3 separate regions of the Sus scrofa genome follow, and all the other regions are linked to region 1. A link is a contact called in public Hi-C and HiChIP or PLAC-seq data. All regions are on one chromosome and are shown on one strand. The core of a region is the stretch at or near the end of the contact, and the rest is flanking DNA. Distances in the headings are between cores, read along the strand shown. Region 1 holds the start of CHST2 (carbohydrate sulfotransferase 2). Region 2 overlaps SLC9A9 (sodium/hydrogen exchanger 9). Region 3 overlaps SLC9A9 (sodium/hydrogen exchanger 9).

The links. A called contact is a pair of places that touch in the nucleus more often than the background predicts. HiChIP or PLAC-seq counts read pairs in DNA pulled down with a chosen protein or histone mark.
Region 2: a contact with region 1 is called in an H3K27ac HiChIP or PLAC-seq map of alveolar macrophages. The contact joins the enhancer-like site here to the promoter of CHST2 in region 1. A contact is called at or near these places in 1 of 5 promoter capture datasets (fetal skeletal muscle), 13 of 47 Hi-C or Micro-C datasets (alveolar macrophages, brain, embryonic fibroblasts and 9 more) and 2 of 2 datasets of contacts at active chromatin or transcription factors (alveolar macrophages and skeletal muscle).
Region 3: a Hi-C map of embryonic fibroblasts shows a contact between it and region 1, with 2.0 times the contacts expected there. The contact joins the enhancer-like site here to the promoter of CHST2 in region 1. A contact is called at or near these places in 4 of 47 Hi-C or Micro-C datasets (embryonic fibroblasts, fetal heart ventricle, fetal skeletal muscle and 1 more).

The regions. Positions count from the first base shown.
Region 1 is chr13:83,816,153-83,820,376 of Sscrofa11.1, reverse strand. CHST2 (carbohydrate sulfotransferase 2) reads right to left here and starts at 1,725. Exons shown (of 2, transcript XM_003358597.4): 1 at 717-1,725; 2 at 1-610. The coding sequence starts at 428.
Region 2 is chr13:84,434,290-84,438,513 of Sscrofa11.1, reverse strand. The region is part of intron 7 of SLC9A9 (sodium/hydrogen exchanger 9); the gene reads left to right. Among named protein-coding and RNA genes, the nearest start is that of C13H3orf58, 200 kb to the left of the region's middle. Within about 2 kb of position 2,198, at least 10 of the 83 cell types and tissues checked have an H3K27ac peak or open chromatin away from gene starts, as enhancers often do. A contact at or near this core is called in alveolar macrophages and retroperitoneal adipose tissue, where this site is marked.
Region 3 is chr13:84,329,919-84,334,142 of Sscrofa11.1, reverse strand. The region is part of intron 8 of SLC9A9 (sodium/hydrogen exchanger 9); the gene reads left to right. Among named protein-coding and RNA genes, the nearest start is that of C13H3orf58, 300 kb to the left of the region's middle. Within about 2 kb of position 2,307, at least 5 of the 83 cell types and tissues checked have an H3K27ac peak or open chromatin away from gene starts, as enhancers often do. A contact at or near this core is called in embryonic fibroblasts, where this site is marked.

The DNA.
Region 1 (4,224 bases), core at 476-2,975:
CCCGCCCCGGCTGCCGGAGCCGCCCCGACGGCTGCAACGGGAGGGCGATGAGGGGTACGGGGGTCCAAGCGGGTGTGCGCGTGTGGCGGCACTGCCGGAGGAGGCCCCGGGCGCCCCCAGCCGCCCCCAGCACCTCCTGCCGCCGCAGCACCCAGCGGCCCGTCGGGGTTGCACTGCTGCAACGGCTCCTTGTGCCACTTGTAGTCCAGGAGGTTGAGCATGGTGAGCACCAGTAGCAGCGCGTAGCCCGCGCACAGCACCAGTGCCTTCCTGCGGAACACCTTCATTCCGAGCGGGGACGCGGGCCAGCGGCGACCCGGGCGCCGGGGCCACGGTGGGAGCAGGGCGCGCGGCCCGGCGGCAGGCGCGGCCGGGAGCAACCGGGGGGGCGCGCCCGCGGGAAGGGCTCGCGGCGGGCTGCGGCTCATCACAGGCACAGCCCAGGCCGGCAGCGCGGCGGAGGCGGCCCTGCAACCCGGGAGGGGGACGCAGCGGCCCGGCTTCGGACGCGGGGACTTGGGCCGCGGCTCCGAGGTGGGCACGGCAGCAGCGGCGGCTGGTCCCCGGCGCCTAGGGTTGGTTCTCCCATGGCAGCGGCTCCGAGAAGGACCTACGAGGGGAAGCGGAGTAAGTCGATGCTCCCCAATCCTCCTCCCCAGCCTCCACCTCCTCCTAAGTAACGCCCACCCTCGGGTCTGCCTGGCTCCCCAGCTCACCTGGAGCCGCAGGCGCGCCCCGGAGCGGCCCGGGATCACGGCCCGGCTGTCTGTCCTGCTGTCACTCGTTCCTCGATTTCTCAAGCGCTGTTTTCCGCTCGGGGTCCCCTGCCTCCGAGGGGGTCGCGGGAATCCGCAGCCCAAGCCCTGGGCAGAGTTTCCTGGCAGCAGGCGCCCTGAGGCTGGGGAAGGGAAACTTTCAACGGGCCTGGAGCCCTGCTCTGCCCTCCGCTAAGCCCACTGCGACCGGCTCCAGCGGCGTCGCCGCCGCCCTCTCGGGACAGTAGCTTCCTTCCTCGCTCGGGGCGGGGGGGTGAAGCTGGCCGGGGGAAGTTGGGGGGAGGGGGCTTAAACCGGACCCAGCTCCAGGCAAAGCGGCTCCGCCTCTCTCGCTCTCGGCCTCTGCGCCCCGAATCTTCCCATCTCTCGGAAGGCTGTAGATGGGGCGCAGTGCGACCCTGCAGCGGCGGCGGCAGCAGCTGCTTCTTCCATCACCCAGAGGATGCCCGAGCGGGCATTGCCGGCGCCCCCGCCGCTCCGCAGCCTCCGACTGGCCCAGAAATCCCCTACACACAGCTCTAAGCAAAAGAGCTGGGGTCCGCAGCTCCCTTGCCCGCCCCGCCCCCCGGCACCAGCCTCTTCGGGCCAACGAGAAATCCGGACTGAGAAAGCCCCAGCCGCAGCCGCTGCCACCGCCGCGCGAAAGCGGCGCCTGGGAGGATGCTGCTACCCGACTCTCCCTACGCCGAGCGGCTGCAACGCGCTCGGGCCAGCCTCTGCACGGCTCCTGCCAGCAGGCGCCGGGTTGGTGCGCGCCACCGTCTATCCTTGGGACTCCTCCCCTTTCACCGCGCTGCGCTCCTCCTCCGCGCGTCCCGCGCCCGCCCCCGACTCAGCGCCCGGCTCCCGCCGCCGACGCCTTGGGGGTTGGAGATGCGGGGACCAATTTATAGCGGCGTCGCTCCGGCCGCCATCCGCGCGGTGGAGGCCGTAGCAGTCCGTGTGCTGAGCGCCAGGGCGCTGACTCGGGGGTTAAGAGCGCTCCGGCGCCCCGACCTCTGAGAAACTTGGATTCTGCTCGCCGCTGCCGGGCTCAATCGTCCGTTTTTGCTCTCGGAAAGAGTTGGTGATAAAGTTTGGACAAATCCCGCAGCGGCCTCCCACGCCGCTCTTCCCCCGGGTCGGCACGGCTGGGCCCCTCCGGGAACTGAGGACGCACCCGCGCCCCGGAGAGCTCTGGTAACGCCGAGCGTCGCTCTCAGGTTCCCACTCCCCGCTCGTCAGTTCCAACTAGCCTGAGGCTTCTCGCTCACCGAGGAAGTAATAAATCTTTCTGACCCCGAGGTTAAAGAAGATGCTTCAGTTTTCCGGAGGAGTGTGCCGGCGGGGCTTCTTCTCGCTTTACTCCACCTATGGAGAGAGCCTGTTCGGTCTTATTACGCCCCCAGCAGACGCTCTCCCCATCTCATCTCGTGATGATGCGTTCGCTGTGACTGATGTCCTCGGGAACGAACTGGGGTGATGGGGCATCAGGGGTGACTCTGTTCTAATTTACCGTAAAATACATGTCTTGCTTTTTGGTTTTAGAAATGAGATCAAGCGATTTGACCTTAAAGGAAACGCCGTTGTCGGATCATATTTAGTAGATCGTGTTTAGTTGGTTTAAGTATTACCCCCCCGCCTTTTTTTTTAATAAGGAACAGCTTTCTCTTCCTCTCTCTTCTCCCTGCCTCTCCCTTTCTCGCTCTCTCTCCGTCCCTCCCCCCTCGCCCCTCTCTCTCTTCTCATCCCCCCTTCATCAGAAGAGGCTAAGCCGTAGCTTAAAATTCATCCCCGAAATGAAGACAGTTATAAGCGTCTACAGTAGTAATTGAACGGTGAGAGGAGTTAGATACCCAGGTAATTAAACCTTACTTGAGCCCTTGGCTGAAGAGCTACGAATCGCTACCGGTCCTGAAGCTCATCGGCCTTTGGTAAGGCGTTTTTGTTGCCTCCTGTCCCAAAAGAGTTTTTAGAAGTTGACAAAGTTACTGCAGATTTATCTTTGTACTATATGGGCCAGCCTCTCTCAGCCAGAATGTCCTTCTAAATTTAAAATGTTATTGTTTGCGCCGTTACTACTCTTCAGTGAGTCTTAACAGAATCTTCGGAGTGCTAGGACTCTTAGAAAGTGACTTAATTCATATGAGTCTTCCGGGTAGAAAATGTTTCAAAACCTTGACTTGGCCTTGTTCGCCAGAAAAATGCATAATGCTGTAGGTAAAATTCAGATTTCCACACACATCCCCACCGCCATGGTTCTGATAGAATGTAAGAGTGAGATGGTTCTAGGACAGATTTTATGCAAATAGAAGGAGAAGAGTAGAGGTGGAATTTTATATGCAGCTTGCTCAAGTAGCGTCAGGACAGACAGACGTTTTTAATCCCTATTTACAAACTAAGGTGATAATTTAATGATTTACCATCTCTCCATTTCTGGACCCACCCACATCACTTTCTGAGCTTTCTCTAGCCCTGTCCCTTCTTTCCTCTGTCCTTTCCCCAAAAAACTAAAGGGATATTGACAAGTTAAAAGACTGATGAGTGAGTTCCCCTTGCGGTGCAAAGTAAAGGTATCCGACTAGGAACCATGACGTTGTGGGTTCTATCCCTGGCCTCCTTCAGTGGGTTAAGGATCCATCGTCATTGCCATGAGCTGTGGTGTAGGTCACAGATGCCGCTCAGATCTGGGGTTGCTGTGGCTGTGGTTTAGGCTGGCAGCTGTAGCTCCAATTAGACCCCTAGCCTGGGAACCTCCATATGCCGCTGGTGCGGCCCTTAAAAGCAAAGGAAGTTGGGAGGAAAGAAAAATCTCAACCTTAGTATTCAGCATGGTTGAAAAATAATGTCTAATATTTAAAATTTAGTCCCTAGCTTTGTGGTTACTCAGAAAGCATGTGAATTGCAGTTATTTGATTTAAGGACCCTTTTCTCAAAAATTGTTTGCATAGAAACAATTTTGTCTGCAATTTTGTAACACTTTACTAAAGTTGGCAAAATAATAAATGCATTTGCCAGACTCCCCCACAGGGAGTGCTCAGATGGCATAAATTTACAGGTTTCAGCATCTCCACCCTCTCCTTGCTTTACCATTTTGCACTGTGTCATGATTAATTCCAAACTTTGTTACAGCTAATGACATCCAAAAACTTGATAATGCCTTCCTTCCCACATTGATTCAGAAATTCCTTTCACTTTAATCCACTTATCCTTTTAGCATAGTAATGACCCAGACATATAATAAGTCACATAATTTCATTGGCAGAGGAGCTGGTCAGGCCACAGGGCTGTCCTTAATTTCAGCTCACTGTTGAGTTCATTGCAATCTAGCATCTTTTCCAGGACAGTCCTCAGAGTCTCTCTTTTCTGATGTCTGGGATGTGGAAAGGAGACTGCTGTTGGAAACTTGCTGTGGGCTTTACCTAATCCTGGACCCATAGTGGAGACCTCACATTCTGGGGTGCTGTAA
Region 2 (4,224 bases), core at 949-3,448, 620 kb before region 1:
TTTCATTATCACTTGGAAGACTTTTAGGCTCTGTTACTTATTAACTAATACAACAATTAATTTACCAAACACTTGTAAAACACCTAGCAGATGGCAATCACCATTGGAAGGACAGGGCTACAGTCAGTGGCACAGTGAAATATGGCTTATAGTGGTTCCCAAGAGCCAATGGTTAACATTTCAGGAATTTGTGAACCAACTGTCCAACACAACCATTATTAAAGATTAAATTACATGAATATAAAATATATAATTATATTAAAACAAATTCAATAAACACTAAAATCATCACTTCCTAATATTTGCTACATTTTATTTATTTGTGCTCTTGATATTATCTATGATTGTTATCAGTATGGTGGAAATATGATATAAGAATGTGCTAACAGTTGTTCATTTTTTCCCAATTCTACTTCAGAGACTTCGCGTTGGTAGCTTGAAATTGGCCTTTGTATATTTACATCATAGAAATTGGCAAATGCTATAAAATCAGGGCTTTTCTTCCCAAAGAGCTAGTTTTTAAACACTAGTAGCATATGAGTAGTTACAGCGAATATTAATATACAACCGCTACTAAAAAAGAATTCTTGGTCCAGTAGAGCTAGTGATTTGAGCCATGCACACACTCAAAATTAAAAAAACAAAAAGTGGAACAAAACAAACTTCAAAACCCACCATGGTCTCCAACAATGATAATTTTAAAGTATTACTATTTAATGTAGTGAAGATCAACTTTATTTTCATGGAATTTGCTGTTGGAACTACAGGAGCTAATGACAAACTTCTGAAATCAAAATCTGTTGGTTAGGACCTCTTGGGGGCAGTAATGTCTCTCTTAATGTTTCCAGTCACAGCTCTGATCTGACAATTTTCCGAAAACTAGACTTTGGAACAACCAGTCAGCTTGCTAATTAGCACTTCACAATAGTGGTCAGAACTCTTCTTTTGAAGTGAAAAGGCCTTTTGAAGTATTTAATTAGTAGGGTTTAAGAGCTACAGTTCCTTTCAGAACCTGCTTCCACTTCAGGTAACAACAAGGTGGAGAGAAAATTCAGAAACAACCATGGAGTCCTTGGGCTTATAGAATAAACTACACATGACTCAACTTGGAATTTGAAGCCCTTCCACCTAGAACCTTTCTTCTCAAATATCTATATTTGATTATACTGTCTTTTAATCCATAAGTTTGAGTATACCAGAAATAAATTTTCCTTGACTCTCTTTCCTATTACTAAAATGGGTTTCTGTTTTGAGGCTTTAATATCCTGTCTGGGTGGCTGACTGCATCTCTCTCAGGGATCATGTCCAAGGAGACTATGGAACACCAGGGTATCAGGGGTAAGGGGCCTCCTGGATGTTATCTGGGCAATTAGCATTCACAGAGACACCATAGGCCGGACTTCAGGATATACATTTCACCTGTATATCTTACGTGTCTTGGCAGCAAAGTCTCACCAAGGCTGCCAGCAGCCTGAATCTTGTGTGTGCCATTCTGGGATTCATGTGAAGCATTCTGCTGCCTCCCCAACACACACACACACACACACACACACACACACACACACACACACACACACTCACACACACACACTCTCACACACACACACACACTCTCTTTCTCTCTCTCTCCCTCTCTCTCTCTCTCTCTCTCTCTCTCTCTCTCTCTCTCTCTCTCTCTCTCTCTGGGGATCCTCTGAAGCAGCCTTGGACCCATATACTTATGCTGGAGGCTCAGCTATGTCTCAGCAGCCCGTCTGGCTCTCCTCGAGCACTTCCTCTTCTATTTTTGCTGCCCAGACTGGATGGAAGTCTGGAAAGGAGGTTGCTTCTTCCTGTCTACTAATTTAGGAAAGGGATGTGGTCATTTCTCCACCCTCTGGTAAGTGAAGAGAGAAGTTGAAGTCTTCTACTGGTTGCAGAAAAGTGATGACAATAGCAGAAAAGAGTCTGAGTAGTTTCTGCTACTTTCGCAGCCAAAAACATGACAAGGAATGGCAATCAGAATAGAAAAGAAATCATAATGTCTTATTAACTAAGTCCATCCCAATGTCAATAAAATTCCTGTTATAATTAAGGAGTTTCCTGGGTTTTCAATCACAAGTTAGCCTGAAATGGGACAGTTCATTGTAGAGGATAAATTTCCATTCAGTCTCTTTATTCTCAAGCTTGAGATGTCAGCCTTTCCCCCATGGTACCTAACTCTCCGTAGGGTCAGGGTGTCTGTCAGTGTGTACATGTATGTAACTAATAAGGATAGTGGTAATATGAAAAGGCAATCTAGTCACTGCTTCACTTCCCTTCTCTGGTACACACCATGCACCATATGTGATTGAATCAGAGTACCACCCATGTCATAAGAAGAAAATAAATATCATAAAAAATACCTCTTCCTTCGAGTTCCCATCGTGGCTCAGTGGTTAACGAATCTGACTAGGAACCATGAGGTTGCAGGTTTGATCCCTGGCCTAGCTCAGTGGGTTAAGGATCTGGCATTGCTGTGAGCTGTGGTGTAGGTTGCAGACATGGCTCAGATCCCGTGTTGCTGTGGCTCTGGTGTAGGCCCAGCAGCTACAGCTCCGTTTAGACCCCTAACCCGGGAACCTCCATATGCTGAGGGAAGCGGCCCTAGAAAAGGCAAAAAGACAAAAACAAAACAAAACAAACAAACAAAAAACCTCCTCCTTAACATGGTTGAAACTCAGTGGACATTGGTTCTATATAGAGAATACTGCTTTCTTGTTCCCCACAGGTACTCTCAGCCATTATAATTCAGGCCTGGTATGAGATTCCCTTGCCTCTTTGCATTGTTGTGATGTATGGACTATTTGTGTCTCCCTCCCAAAATTCATATGTTGAAGCCTTATCATGTGGGTCCATGGTATTCTGAAGGACCTACCTCCAGATACCATACCAAATGATGGTATCTGGAGGTGGATCTTTTAGGAGATAATTAAATTTAGAAGATGACATAAAGATAGGATCCAGTGATAGGATTAGCGTCCTTAGAAGAAGAAGAGAGACCAGTGCTTGTTCTCTCTCTGCCAATATGAGGACACAGTGAGAAAGCAACCATCTGCAAGCCAAGAAGAGGGCTCTCACCAGGAGTGGAATCTACCAGCATCTTGATCTTGGATGCCCCAGTCTCTAGAACTATGAGAAATAAATGTCTGTTGCTTAAGCAACCCAGTGTATTGTATTTTGTTATAGAGGTTCAAGCTGGAATATTACATAATGTGTGCTTGGAATCAGGGCTCCAGGTGGAACATAATGGGTGAGGCCTTTTCCATTCTATAGACCTTTTGATCTGATCTTTGCCATTTTGATAGGTAAAAATATTAACATTTCTCATTGTGAATAGGGCTGAGCATCTTTAAATTTGTTTAAGATCCGGAGTTCCCGTCGTGGCGCAGTGGTTAATGAATCCGACTAGGAACCATGAGGTTGCGGGTTCGGTCCCTGCCCTTGCTCAGTGGGTTAACGATCCAGCGTTGCCGTGAGCTGTGGTGTAGGTCGCAGACGCAGCTCGGATCTTGCATTGCTGTGGCTCTCTGGCATAGGCTGGTGGCTATAGCTCTGATTCGACCCCTAGCCTGGGAACCTCCATATGCCGCGGGATTGGCTTAAGAAAAAAAAAAAAACACAAAAAGACAAAGAAAAAAAAATTTGTTTGAGATCCATTTATATTTCCTTTCAGTGACTCATCTTCTTCATAACTTTTATCTGTTTTGTCTTTTATTGAGTCATAGGAGCTCTCTGTACATCAAGATTAGTCTGCTGTGATGTGAGTTGCAAATATTTTTGTTATTTGTTTATGATAGGTTTCCCCCCCACACCCATACAGTTGATGTTATCAATACTTTATTTTGTGGGGTTTAGGTCATTATCACAAAGGCTTTCTCTTGTCTAAATGTTATTTAAAATTTTTTTCCTTGTTTAATTCAAGTGCTTCCATGTCTGTTTGTGTTTGTAGTAACTATTTGGTCTGTCTTCAATTTCTGACATAATAGTTATGATGTAAGTCTCTAACTTTATCTTCCTTCCAGCCAGCCTCCACACATAAGATAGTTACCCCTTTATTCCTATAGCATTGGTTGAACAATACGTCTCTTTTACTTATATTAAATTCTATACTTGTCATATACCATATTTATAGTTTTATTTGGATCTATTCCTGATTGGTGTATTCTAATTTATCCATTGCTTCTTTTAAAAGCATCTGTACCT
Region 3 (4,224 bases), core at 1,058-3,557, 510 kb before region 1:
AACTCCCAGGGGCTCTTGGACCATGCTTTGAAACCATTGCCATGGGGCACTAGGTGTTGTTTCTCCCAAGGACCCTGGTGAAGAGGGCTGCAATAGTGTGCTTGCATATAGCATTTTCTCCACTACTAACTCTGTACCAAAATGACACCTAATCCTGATGGCCAAAATAAAATTGCAATGTTTAGGGCTAAATCATTCATGATGGTTTATATAACTTATAATTTAGAATGCCGCAACAAAGTAATATCCAGTGGTTACCTTTCTAGATCTGGCATTGTTTTCTTTGACCTATTTCAGAAGGGTTAATTTTTCTAGTTGTATTTCTAGGATATGATTGGCAAAGCTTGACTGGCAAAACCAATACACGTACTGCTTCTGCTGCCAAGTCTTCACTGAGAAGGTATAGGCTCAAAATAATTCAAGTATTCCAGCTTGTACTAGGATACCACAACTATTTTGGAAGGTTTTCCTTGAAATCTCACTCTGCACAATATTTCAGAGAAGTAGAACAAGTTGCTGGAGAGTTTCTTATACAGGAATTACTAGAAGAAAAAAAAATCCTAATTTTTCCCCAATAATCATTCTTAGAAATGGAAAAATGCTATCTTGTTTATGAGAATCCCCGAGTTCTCCAACTGTCAGACCTGACACGATTCAGCTTCACAAGCCAGGGACATTTTTGATTCTCCCTGTGTCAGGGACAAGTGTCATACATACTGATTTGCACAGAAAACCACAGAGAGCATTCTCCAGGGAGAGCCAGCATTTTGACAAGACTGAGTGGCAACTTAGAGCAACAGGAGTAGGAACTATTGTGTGGTGTTGTCCATAGACCTAGGCAGATCTTGTGCCAGGTTACTGAGAGCTACTGCATTAAAATATCATTTGAAATTTAAATTCATTGTAAAACACCAAGAATATATGAGTCAGAGAGCTTCTAACGGAGATTCTAGTGAAGGGACTGTCACTAAATCACCCTGAAGACTTAGCTGTGACTGAAAGACTGAAAAAGCATTAGGAAAATGGTGAGTTTAACAGCTAGCAGTAAAAAAAAAAAAAAAAAAAAAAAAAAAGGCAAAGCATTATTTAGGAGTCAACACATTGAGATACTGATGGGATCAGGCAGTTATCTGAATTTTTATCTCCAGGTATGGTTTTTACATCTGAAATGAGAAAATATTAGTTTTTGATGCTATAATGAGGTTCCTTTCTTTTTCCTCTGTCTTCACCTTCTCTTTCTGCTTATTCTGCCCAACCTGTAAATAGTAGAAATCAAGGGGAAAGCCTCACTTGGTTCTAAACTCCATAGGTTTCCCTCTATCACCAGCTTCTCAGAAGTGCTATCCACACCACTGCCTCATTCATTCCCCCCACAACTCCTTGCTGTTTGACTGCTGCAACTATTTTTTTCAGATATCTCCAGTGATTCAATGGCATTTCTTAGCCATCCATCACTTTACCTGGGGGTAGTTGTGTGTGTGTGTGTGTGTGTGTGTGTGTGTGTATTTGAGCATAAGGTTATATGCACTTATATTCCTTACTACCATTTTGGGAGACAAATTGGATTTTTCTCCAGCTAAAAAGTCAGATTGGAAGGGGGTGTGTGGGGAAGCAACCCCAAGCCCCAGGCGGAGCATTAGAATCTGCCACTAAGCAATGAGTATAGCTAAAATATGACAAAGTCAAAAATGACTAATTCCCCTGATAAAATCATAGGCTTAAGAAATTGGTTTGGGGAGTTTCCACTGTAGCTCAGTGGAAACAAATCTGACTAGTATCCTGAGAATGCAGGTTTGATCGCTGGCCTCACTCAGTGGGTTAAGGATCCAGCGTTGCTGTGAGCTGTGGTTGCAGACGCAGTTCCTATCTGGCTTTGCTGTGACTGTGGTGTAGACCAGCAGCTGTAGCTCCAAATAGACCCTATCCCTGGGAACCTCCATGTGCCGTGGGTATGGCCCTAAAAAGAAAAGAAAGAAATTGGTTTGTGTCTTCTCCCCTTCCTATCTACACGAGGTCTGGAATGTTCTCTTCATACTGTCTAACTAGGCATTGCTTTTCAGCCCAGCCTCCAGCGTGGGTTTTCCTTAAAACCCAGCAAGGTGCAAGCAGAGACGTGTGAGCATGTCCACAGCTGTTCTAAGAAATTCTCTGCTGGGAGAGTGCCACAGAGAGTCTTGGACATTGTATGTGAGATTGAGCCCTGCCAGCAAGCTAATTAAATGAGGGTTTTTTTTAAGCTCTAAGCTTAGCAGTGAGTGGGTGGCTAATTTCCTGACTCACCTATTCAAGTCATTTGTGGTCCCAGCAAATACTCCCTCTTGTAGGACACACTGCCTGGCTTTATTTGGAAGCTGTTCCATTTCTTCACAGGGTAGATAGGAATGCACAAAGTAATAGCTTTCTCTTTTGTGTGGGATAACGTTTATGAAGTAGAGTTCAGTTCTTTGTGCAAAAGGAATTATGGGAATGTCAGAGCAGTTTGGAACAGCACTGGATATTCAATTAAAAGTCTTTCCCTCCAGAGGCTCAAAGCTCGCACTGGAAAGACACAGAGTCCATCCCAGCACAGGGTGAACTTAGCAACTGGGGAAGTGGGGAGAGAAGCCCAGAGACTTACCTCCCTATTCATGGCCTAGGAAACCTGTCTGGGATTACAGACAAGCTGCAAGTCATCTTCAAATCTTGGAAATGCAAATAAACATCTGCAGAGACTAAAGTCAATATGCAATAGAGCTTCCATGGTAGAATTTTCTAATTTAAGAATAACTTTACTTTTATTACACAAGACCCTAGCAAAAGAAAAATGTTGTTAGTTGGAACCCCCAATTGAAGCCTCTTTGTTTTGATTAGATGCAGGGTCTTGACTCTATTCAAGCAAGAACAAGAGGTTACTGAGCAGAGGTAATTATTGGCCTCCTCCCACTACCACCTGCAAGGGCTGTGGATGGTGGCAAATGTAAACAGCTACACACAGGTAGAGAATACATCTCTGCCATTCCACCTATCATGATTAAGGATCTGTTTAGTTAAAATAATGAAATTGACTCTATGCCTAGCAAAATGGGACATGGCTAAATGTCATGCCAATTCATGACTTTTGTATCTGTTGTCTCTTTACCCCAAAGCTAGTTGAGTTCAATACTCCTTTCCCTAGGATAATTTTTAGTAAGTAAAAAAAAAAATAAATTTAGTAAGTAAAAATCTATTCATGACGGATATAGTCTTCAGCCTATTTGTTCATGCTTGAGGTCAGGTTTGGCAAATATACCACATATGTATTTCATGCTTCTTTTTCTCCACTTCCACCTTAGTGTGTTCTTCAAGGATCTTTCATGATCTCTCTTCTCTTTCTATGTACTTTTCCCAGGCAATCTAAGCCACTCTTGGGGCTTTATGTTCCTCTACATGCTTCTAACCAATAAATTCTTTCTTCTGCTTTAACTCTATATGGTTTCAGCCTTTTGCTTCCAGTTTTCTTATTAAACTTTTCACTTGAAATTCCGCCTGGCTCCTTAAGTCGACATGTCAAAAAACAAACTTAACAAAATTCCCCCATCTGCAAACTAATTTCTCTTATGCAGCGCATCTACCAACTGCCCAAAATTAAAACCCAGGTCATTTTTTGCTGTCTCTCAAGCACCAAGGCCCAACAATTTTCCGTCCCAAATATCTTGTGGGTATTATCACCTCTGCTCTATCCTCACTGCCATTATCTTTTATTCATTCACTCACTAAAGGCTTACCAAATTCTAGTGCCATGCTAAGGGCGAGTGACACACAAGGAAGATGAAAACCAGCAAATAAGTACAAAGCACTGTGGTCACTGACCTATCAGAACACAAGGTAGTGGATGTTTAGAGCAGAGCAGGATATACAAGAGTCTAGGAGCCTGAGTCTAGGACTTTTCCTGTCGTGGGACAACTCATCTCTTGCCAAAACATTTGGGGAAGGCTCCAGCCACATGTCCATTCCACCCTCTGCCCTGCTGCCTGCACTTTATTTCCAGAGTTTAAATCAGACTGCATCACTGTCTGACTAAAACCCTTCTATTATAGCAGGACAAGTGCCAAACTTCTTTTTTTACGTATAACTGAATCACTTTACTGTACACCTGAAATTAACACAACCTGTGTTTATACAAAACCCTAAACAGAAATGTTTATAGCAGCATTATTCATCATAGCCAAAATGTGAAAAGTACCCAAATGCACATCAATTGACGAA